Linked DNA regions of Sus scrofa: region 2 is linked to region 1. A link is a contact called in public HiChIP or PLAC-seq data. All regions are on one chromosome and are shown on one strand. The core of a region is the stretch at or near the end of the contact, and the rest is flanking DNA. Distances in the headings are between cores, read along the strand shown.

Region 1 (4,924 bases), core at 1,242-3,741:
CATTCTCTCTCTTCCTCGAGACTTTGATCCATCCACTATCTCCTCTTAGTGCTGTATCCTCATGCCTTCCTCTTTTCTATGTCCTTCTACCGAGCACAGAAGCATACTTAGTTTGTTCTCTGTGTAAGAGCAAACAGACATAGCAAAGATTTTTTTTTATAATAATGCGAGTTTACTTAAAAGAAATTCTGGTAGTATTTTAAATTGTTAAAATGGTAAAAAGGGTAACTTTGTTTACATTCTGAAATTACATTGCCTCCTTTTGTGAAGTATGCATTTTTAGATACCTGTAGGCTTTTTTTATTGAAAAGAAATATTTCCATTCAACACTTTTCTTGATATCCATCCTCGATGCTATCAATTTTTACCTCCCCTCACTCCAGACACACTTCCAGGGCTGTGCCCTGGATCTTGTTATAACCTGGAGTTCTTCCTTCTATGAGAACTTACATCCAGTTATCCTTCCCTCTGCCCACAATGTTGTATTACTCTTTTTATCGGTATGCAATGTTTTCTTTTTATTAAAGTATAGTTGATTTACAATATTGTGCCAATTTCTGCTGTAGAAATTCTTATATTATCTTGCATCATGGTCTATCCCTGTGCCGCACAGTAGGACCTTATTGCTTATCCATTCTAAATGGAATTGTTTGCATCTACTAATCACACACTCCCAGCCCATCCTGATTATTCTTGCTTTCATACTTCTATAAGCCTACCACATTTGTTCTTTTATCTCTGGGCAGATCTGTGGGCTCTCTATCCCTTGCTCTTCTCACTTCCAGCACTGTAGCCCAGATCTCATGACCTATCACTTTAATTCTTCTTTTGTTTACATCTTCCATACCCAGGCATTCTTGTCCTTCCACCATACCTACTGGTGAGCCTCATCCCTGGATCAATATAACCATCCAGCTTTTCTGCACCTGGACTACTGGGAAAACTTAGACACCATGTAGATTGGGGTCCTACACATCCATAACCTTTAGCTTGAGCTGGGATCTCAACTCTATCCAATTCTCTTTCTACAAATCTTGTGACAGCTCTCTCTTTTGTTCCCTTAATGGAATGGAAATTGCTACTTCTCTCCAGGCTTCAGATACCCTCCCTCTTGGAGGACTCAATCTTTCTTAATTCTCCAAGAAATAGAGATTATAGGTTGATCTATTTTCAGGGCCCTGAAATTTCCATTGAGAAGTTGACATCCCTTTCTTGCAGTTAATGTCCTCACATAGCCTTCAACTCCTACCCCTATCTGCTTCCTCCAGGGTCTTCCCTTATCAATCACCTCCTCGCTATCTTTAATTTCTAGAGACTTCTGTTCTACTTTCTCTTTCCTCTAAACATACAGTTATGCTTAAGTATTCCCCCATGTATAAACAGACAGACATTTTTAAATAAGAACAAAGCACAAAATTCATCTTTGATCTTAAGTCTTCCTAGAGTGTCCATCTTTTATTTTACTCCCATAACAGGGAAACTTTGGGAAATAATGGCCTCGGTTGCTTCATCTTATAGGCCTCTTATGCACCTTGTTTCTGTCCTACCACTCTACCAAAAGCATCCCTAAATCACTAGGGATTTGCTATCAGCATGCATGACCAGTTCATATAATTCAAGCTCCATACGGACTTTAAATTGAAAATTCTTTCCAGCCCAGATTGCTAGGATAGTTGCCTCCAGGCTCTCCCTATATTCCTGTCTATTTTTTCTCACTCTCCTCTGCAGTTTCCTTATTCTCTGCTTTCCCTGAAAGTATTAGCATTTCCCAGTCCATAGCCCCTATTAGCATCCTTCAGAACCTGCATCTCCGCTCTTATCCTTGGAGCCTCCACTCTTATCGGGGCTCTGAACTTGAGCCCTGAACACTATAGACATGTAGCATCCTGAGACATAATTTAGTTCTTTGCATACTTTCTTTCTCTGGCCTGTGAGCTGCTGGTAGTGGCTTTTTACACAGAAGACAGTAAATCCTTGTTTAGTTGAACTGAACTGAGTTGTTATCCTTCCTCTCTGTTTGTTTATACCATGTACCAGCTGCTGTTACAGAAGGTTTATCCTCTCCTTGTTCTTTCCCTTGACTCTCGTTTTAGGCCTTAGCGTGTTTTTCAAGCCTCTTCAAAGCACAAGGCTTCCTGACGCTATTTCTTACATTCGTTTATATTCATCTTTCTTCCTTTTTTTTTGTACAAGTGTTTTTACATCTGACTTTACAAAGAATTTCCTGCTTGGCCACCTCTTTAGCTACTTCCCCATTTTCTTCCCAGGCAGGATCATGCTATTAACGAGAGCTCTTGTTCCTTTTGGAGCAACCTGCTAATTCAAGTCTTAGAACCCCACTGGTCTTTTTCTCAGCTTTTAGAACTCTGTCTTCTCAAAGCCAGGCCATCCATCTGACAAGACCCAGCTCCCCCCATCACTGGCTGTCTCTGCAGTAACCTGCTTTTCTCCCCTCAGGGCCCCGGCCACTTCCTTGTTGGTTAGAATAGATCCAGAGAAGCGGTTCTTCATCGCTTCCTCTTTTGGCAAGTCAATTTCTAGCAGATGTCCCTATGGCTCCCCCCACCCCGCCCCTTCCTCCGCCATCACCCAGCTCCTCTCGCTGCATCTGTGTCTGCATTCGATCCGTGCCTGCAAAACATCATCACTTCCGCCTTCGGGATGGGTGGTCTCACTTCTGCCTCTTTCTTTTAATCTTCGGCCAGACTCTCTCCCGCACAATCCCATCATCCCAGTCACATATTTCACCCCAGGTGTACATGAGACATTTCCTAGACTGCGGTGTCCTCAGCCAGCTGCTTCTTTACCTTCTGGTGATGGCAAGGAGTGGTGCTTGTCTTCCCATGTTAAAATCCATTCTATGGCTTTATTTGTTAATTATATTTTATGCCTACCAATTTGGTATGTGGGACATAAGCACTAATTCTAAGTTTCCAGCAAGTTATTCTTGACTGAATTACTTGACACCACCTGGGAGTATTATTTTCTTTGTTTCCACATAAATTTCCCTGGTATTTATTTAATTTTACTCTTTTTGCAAAACAAAGCCTTGATTATTCTTCTTATTATTTTATAAATTTTCACTTTTAAAATTTTAATTTTCTTTTTCCTTTTTTTTTTTTTTTTTTTGGCTTTTTGCCTTTTCTAGGGCCGCACCCACAGCATATGGAGGTTCTCAGGCTAGGGGTCATCGGAGCTGTAGCCGCCGGCCTAAGCCAAAGCCACAGCAATGCAGGATACGAGCCACGTCTGCAACCTACACCACAGCTCACGGCAACACCAGATCCTTAACGCAATGAGCGAGGCCAGGGATCAAATCCACAACCTCATGGTCCCAGTCGGATTCGTTAACCACTGAGCCACGACGGGAACTCCTAAAGTTTTAATTTTCTATTGTTTTTTATGGAACAAAGTTTTTTCTTATTACTTGAACTCTTTTGGATTATCTTCATAAGACATAATTTCTAGCCACGAATTCATATTTCAGTATAATAATTTATAATGTAGAAAACCAAATCTCTGACAATAATTGGAGTTGTATTTTTCTAGCGGCAGCAGCAGTAGTAGAAGTTACCATTCATTCAACAAGCATTTATGAAGCACCTACGATGTGCCAAGCAGCATGCCAAATAAGGAGGAAAAAATTGTGAGACCTTCTCCAAGTTTCCCTGGCCCCTTGGACCCTGCTGTCTAGTGAGGGATACAAATATTAATCCAATATTCACCCAAACACAAACAAAAATTGGCTCTATGTACAGCCATGGCAGAGACTACTGGTCATCCACCAGCATCCAGTCTCTCTCTTGGCCTTCAATGGTAGAGTTAGCTGGAATCGTGGCTGCCCAGGCAGAGACTACATCCTCTCTTTCTGAGAGAGACAGAGAGAGAGAGACAGAGAGAGAGAGAGAAATAGTCTTTTATTTATTTATTTATTGGTTGCACTCAGGCAGGTGTAAGTTCCCAGGCCAGGGATCGAACCTGAACCACAGTGATGACCCAAGGCACTGCAGTGACAATGCCAGATCCTTGATCTGCTGCACCACCAGGTAACTCCAGAGTCTTCTATTTAGTAAGCACTTCCCGCCAAGACTTGGCAGCCACCTAAATGTCCATCGACAGAGGAGTGGATGAAGAACATGTGTATCACTCAGCAATAAAAAGGAATGAAATAATGGCATTTGCAGCAACATGGATGGACAGAGAAATTATCATGCTAAGTGAAGTTAGTCGACAGCGAGACATCAGTGTCATATGCTATCACTTATATGTGGAATCTAAAAAAAGGATACAATGAACTTCTTTGCAGAACAGAAACTGACTCATAGACTTTGAAAAACGTATGGTTACCAAAGAAGACAGGTTGCAGAGGCTGGGCTGGGCTGGGGGTTGGGGATGGAAATGTTGTGAAATTGGGTTGGGATGATGGTTGTACAACTATAAATATAATAAAATTCATTGAGTTGGAAAAAAATAGGAGCTCCCATCGTGGCTCAGCTGTCACGAACCTGAATTGTATCCATGAAGGGGTGGGTTTGATCCTTGGTGATCCCTGACCTCACTCAGTGGGTTAAGGATCCGGCGTTGCCATGAGCTGTGTGTAGGTCACAGACACAGCTCAGATCCCTCGTTGCTGTGGCTGTGGTGTAGGCTGGCAGCTGCAGCTCTGGTTCAACCACTAGCCTGAGAACTTCCATATGCTGTGGGTGCAGCCCTTAAAAGGCTAATAATAATAATAATAATAATAATAATAATAATGGTAATAATAAGCACTTGCCTGGAACTCCCTGAACGCTAGCTACTCTTCTGGTGCCTTACCTATACAGGCTCATTTTGTTCTCTCTTGAACCCTTTTTGGGTATAGATTATTTTCTTCCTCCTTTCACAATTGCATATTTAGTTTGAGGTCACATACATCTTAAGAGAA
Region 2 (4,924 bases), core at 1,460-3,959, 380 kb after region 1:
TTCTCCTTCTCATATTTGGAGATACGTTCTCAGCAAACATGTGAAGTCCAGAGTTCCTGTCGTGGCTCAGTGATTAATGAACCTGACTACAAATCACGAGGTTGCAGGTTCAATCCCTGACCTCACTCAGTGGATTAAGGATCTGGCATTGCTGTGATCTGTGGTGTAGGTTGCACACAAGGCTCAGATCCTGTGTTGCTGTGGCTGTGGCATAGGCTGGCAGCTATAGTGCTGATTCGACCCCTAGCCTGGGAACCTCCATATCTCATGGGTGTGGCCCAAAAAAGACAAAAAGACAAAAAAAAAAAAAAAAGAATACGAAATCCATGGGTCTGGGCCCATCTTTCTCTCCCAAACCCCTCACATCCTCACCACAGCTCCTGAAGTAAGAAACAATTTAGAACTTAAGTTCCTCTCAAGATGGGACCACCTATTGAAGGAATGTGGCTGCTATGGATGCAACCAGACTGGAGTGGGTTTATATCTGGGCTTCACCACTGACAAGATGGAACTCTAGTAGGGTACTTGCTTAATCTCCAGATATGCTAGGTTCACTCATCCTTTTGATGCAGCAGTCTCCAATGTGACTACTTTCCTCAAAACCCTTTGGTCTCTCTCCACTGTCTCCTACTAAAGCTCAAATTCCTCAGCCAAAATATAATTCCAGAGGAATTTTTACCCAAATGACGAAAGTTCTCTTGTTTACATACATGAATTCTGTGCTCTGAACAGGACTGTCTCACTCTTCGTGTCTTTATCCAATTCATCTTATCTGAAAGAAACACCTGCATCTTACCCATCCTTCCAGGAGTGGCTCAAATCCCACTTTGGCACCAAGACTTCACCCAACATGAATCTCTCCGCTTCCTAGGAACTTATCCATACTCTGTAACACATGCATTTTCTGTTTACTAACAAAATTCATATCCTCTATCAAGAGAATAGATTTTGTTACTTACTGCTTTTTTATCCGTTACAATATCTTTTCTTGTACATAGGTATATATCTTTACCTTACATTTAATATCATTGAAATGGGTAGTTGGGTAAAACCTGAAAGATGCATTTCCTAGTATTTGTACTTTTCTAGTTAATTTCTGGCTCAATTTCATAGGGTAAGGGTGTCAGGTGTCCAACATGGATTATTATAAGTGATCTCAGAGAGAGAGAGAGAGAAACCAAAAAATATCAGTGGTCCATACAACTGGGAAACTCTTAAAAAAAGAAGTCTCTCCACTTCTCAGCACCCCATGACTTTCCTTCTTTCTCTATGTCTCACTGTTTCTTATCTTTTTTTTCCTGTCTTCATTGTCTCTTCAACTAGACTCAATGTAGCAACCTCCTGAGTCTATTAGGGGAATACCACCACCAATTGGCTAGAGTCTCTGTCTTTCTGTTCAACTTTTTGAGCAAGAGCTCATTGGTCACTGGCCAGCAAGCTAATTAGTTGGCATTGGTCAAATATCCACTTCTGCTCCTATCACCTATGGCAAACATGGTAAGGTGATAGAGCCAAGCATGGCCTCCTGAACCTACCCTTTCAGCAGGGATTATGGGTAGAAGTTCTCAGAAAACAGGTCTGTGCTTAGAGCACACACTCCAACATGCTACAGGATATAAAGATGATTTTGTTGGCATATTGGATAATATATGTGAATTGAGTAGAGCTCAAAGAATACATGCAAAAGATCAAAGAATATATGCAAAAGATACAAATAGGATTTTCCAGGTTCTGATCCTAGGAAAGCAGAATGTATAGGAAATTTCGTAATGATGACACAATCCATCTTGTCTGTCCTTCTGTAATTGTGAGATGTCCTTCACACACCTGCCATCTAAGACCAAATCTTCATGAAAGACTGGAAATTGCTAGAAACTTCTTTGCTCCCCAAGACAGAAATCTTGAATTCTGCAGCAATATATCTTCATTCATACATTTATTCATTCACCCAATTATTTCTTGAGTTCCTTATTTGTGCTAAGCCTTGTTCCAGATACTGAAGGTACGATGGTGAGCAAAACAAAATTCTTGCCTACGCACAGTTTCCATTCTGTCTGGGGAAATCCATCAAGAAACACTAATCACATAGACATCTGGTCAACCTTGGGAGACAGTTATTAAGACAAACAAAGCAGGGTAAGAAGCCAGAGATAGGAAGTGGTTATTTAAATAGGGTTGTCAGGACAGTCTTTTCTGAAGAAATGATATTTGAGCGGAGACAATGGTACACGAGTGTGCGCCAGGTGACAATCCAGTGGAATGTGTTCCAGGCAGAGGAACCAGCAAGAGCAAAACCCCTAAGTTGTCCTGCTTTGCATCTTAAGTGTGCAGGAAGTCAGTGGTGAAGAGAAGGAATGGCTAGAAATTAGAGCATAGCCATATCCAGAGGCCAGTTTATATCCACACGTGCCCAGCTTCATGGACATGACCTTTGCAGTCACACAGGGCCCCTCATTCAAGACGGTCCCCCAGTTGGTTGAATGCTCTTGGTCACCAGCCTGAAATACTTCACTTTTGAACAAGAGGCCCAACATTTTCATTTTGCACTGGTTCTGAGAATTATGTAACTAGTTGCTATGGTCTGAATGTTGGTGTCTCCTCAAAATTCATATGTTGACACCCAAATGCCCAGTGTAACCGTATTAGGAAGTAGGACTTTGGGGGTGACTAAGTCATGAGGTTGGAGCCTTCATAAACAAGGTTAGTGCTTTGATGAAAGAGACCTCACAGAGCTTCCTCATCCCTTCTGTCAGATGAAGATGCAAGGAGAAGTCTGCCACCTAGAAGAGGTCAAGTCACTTGCCCGGGCTGCCCTGCTCATCTCAGACTTCCAGCCCCCAGAACTGAAAGAAATACATTTCAGTTGTTTGTAAGCTACCCAGCCTGTGTTATTTTGTTATAGCAACTGGAATGGACTCAGACACCACCTCCAATTGCAATTATTTGCAAAGACACCAATTTTTTTTTTTAATTTCGAGCTCCTGAAAATAGAGACTGTGTCTCATCTACATTTACAAACTTCATTTATAAACATTCACTTGAATTACACAGAGCACTGAGGACCAATCTCAGGTGATGCACTGAAAGAAACAAAAAATTTTCAAATATTTAGCACAAATAATATTTTCAAGAGAGTTCACCTCATAAGCCATATGAGTGAAGGAGTGTTTGAAAGATGAACATGGAACCTCCATTAATATTTTTATAAAAGCCTAGAAATTCAGAACAGAGAGCAACCTTTGCAATAATGAAGAAGAAATAATAAGCCTAATCATGAATACAAGCAGATATCTCAGCAGAGATTTTTTTAAACTCAAATATATTTTTCCCCAAATCTTATCATCACTACTTCCTACTGTTACTGTTCCCACTGTAGAAAATGCTGAATGTTCTCCTTTAGAATTCATTCCATAATAAATTCAAGTGCAGCAGCTCTCCGCCTGAGTTAGAGGGACAGGAAGAAAGCCGAGGCACAAAGCATTTATACCTGCATCCTCTAATCAGCTCATCCTCTCCATTTATCCCTTTGTACTTCCCCACACATGTCCAATGTTCCCAGAAATGGTTTCCAAGCTATTCCACTGCTGTCCCCAAACACACTGAATCTATTAGTCTCCGAAGGTAGCGCTGTACCAATGAGTGGCGCTCCACTCAAACTTTCAATTTTAAAACATGGATGTGGCAAAATACCTATTACCTCACACCATCTCTCTCTGTCTATCTATCTCTATCTATCTCTCTGTCTTGGTCTCTCTCTCTCTCTTTCTGTGATTCTTTGACTTGTTCACATTAAGCCAAACAAATAGGCAGCTTATCCTCACCAAGATTATTGACTCTTCTTAACGCCAACTAGAAGCAGCAGTGAATAAACTCAAGATGGAACTGGGCCCTCCATTGACTCCCCTGATTCCTAAGAAAATATTTTGATAGTCTTCTTGCTGCTGAGCTTTTCAAGGCTTGGAGCTAGTCCAAGTTTCTCTCGTCAGCTTCTATTCCCTAAATTTTAAAAAGTAATAGGAAGTGTTTTGCCTCCTCAAACCCTACTTTGCCTTCACCTCTCCATCCAAAGTAAAACCAAGAAACAGTAAACTCAGAAGAAGCTATAACGTTTCTTCTTCTTCTTGTAAACAAACTTACAATGTATGTTTCCTGCTCAGATTCTATATGCACATCTCCAAATTTCTATTGAATCTGTCTTTGTGGATTAGTTTCCAGTACCTGAATCCAAATATTGAAAACTAACTTCTTTTTCTCTCCTATCTCTGTTACTTGGATTTCATAACTTGGATTTCTCTCCTGGGCATGCTCTCTTTTCCCTTCCATCTTCCTCTCCCTCCCCACCCCCTTCTTCATCCCTATCTTCCACTCAATGTCCCATCAATGACCATTTACTTGATTCTAACACATACTCCCCTATGAGCGTGCCATTTTCAATCCCGTTGGCAGGCCATACTTCTATCTGCCCAACAAAGGACGTAACCTCCCAACAGCTAAAGAGCCTGTAGCTTTCTCAATCCTCCCATCCTATGTTAAGTTGCCAGGGTAACAATCCTAAGAAAGCTGTGATCTCAAACTTTGCCATGGATTGATTCCTTGCTTGCCTTACCTATTTTCATCCCAAGCAACATCCAAGCTCATAGCAAGCATTAGAATATCCCTGGATTCCTTCCTACCTAATTTTCCAACCTTGTCTTACATGTTGTAATGGATTAGATTGTGTTGCCCAAAGAGATACGCTCAAATCCTTACCCCCCAGTACCTATAAATGTGACTTCATTTGGAAAGGGGGTCTTTGCAGATGTAACCATGTTAAGATGAAGTCATATCTCAGGAGGGGGTACCTTAAAGCTAATGACTACTGTCTTTATTTCTTTGTTGTTGTTTTTGTTTTGTTTGTCTTCTTGGGCCAGAGTTCAAACCTGTG

The links. HiChIP or PLAC-seq counts read pairs in DNA pulled down with a chosen protein or histone mark.
Region 2: a contact with region 1 is called in an H3K27ac HiChIP or PLAC-seq map of alveolar macrophages. The contact joins two enhancer-like sites. A contact is called at or near these places in 2 of 2 datasets of contacts at active chromatin or transcription factors (alveolar macrophages and skeletal muscle).

What each region holds. Positions count from the first base shown.
Region 1 is chr13:198,686,695-198,691,618 of Sscrofa11.1, forward strand. No RefSeq gene overlaps it. Among named protein-coding and RNA genes, the nearest start is that of RUNX1, 54 kb to the left of the region's middle. Within about 2 kb of position 2,492, at least 8 of the 83 cell types and tissues checked have an H3K27ac peak or open chromatin away from gene starts, as enhancers often do. A contact at or near this core is called in alveolar macrophages, where this site is marked.
Region 2 is chr13:199,064,807-199,069,730 of Sscrofa11.1, forward strand. No RefSeq gene overlaps it. Among named protein-coding and RNA genes, the nearest start is that of RUNX1, 430 kb to the left of the region's middle. Within about 2 kb of position 2,710, at least 1 of the 83 cell types and tissues checked has an H3K27ac peak or open chromatin away from gene starts, as enhancers often do. A contact at or near this core is called in alveolar macrophages, where this site is marked.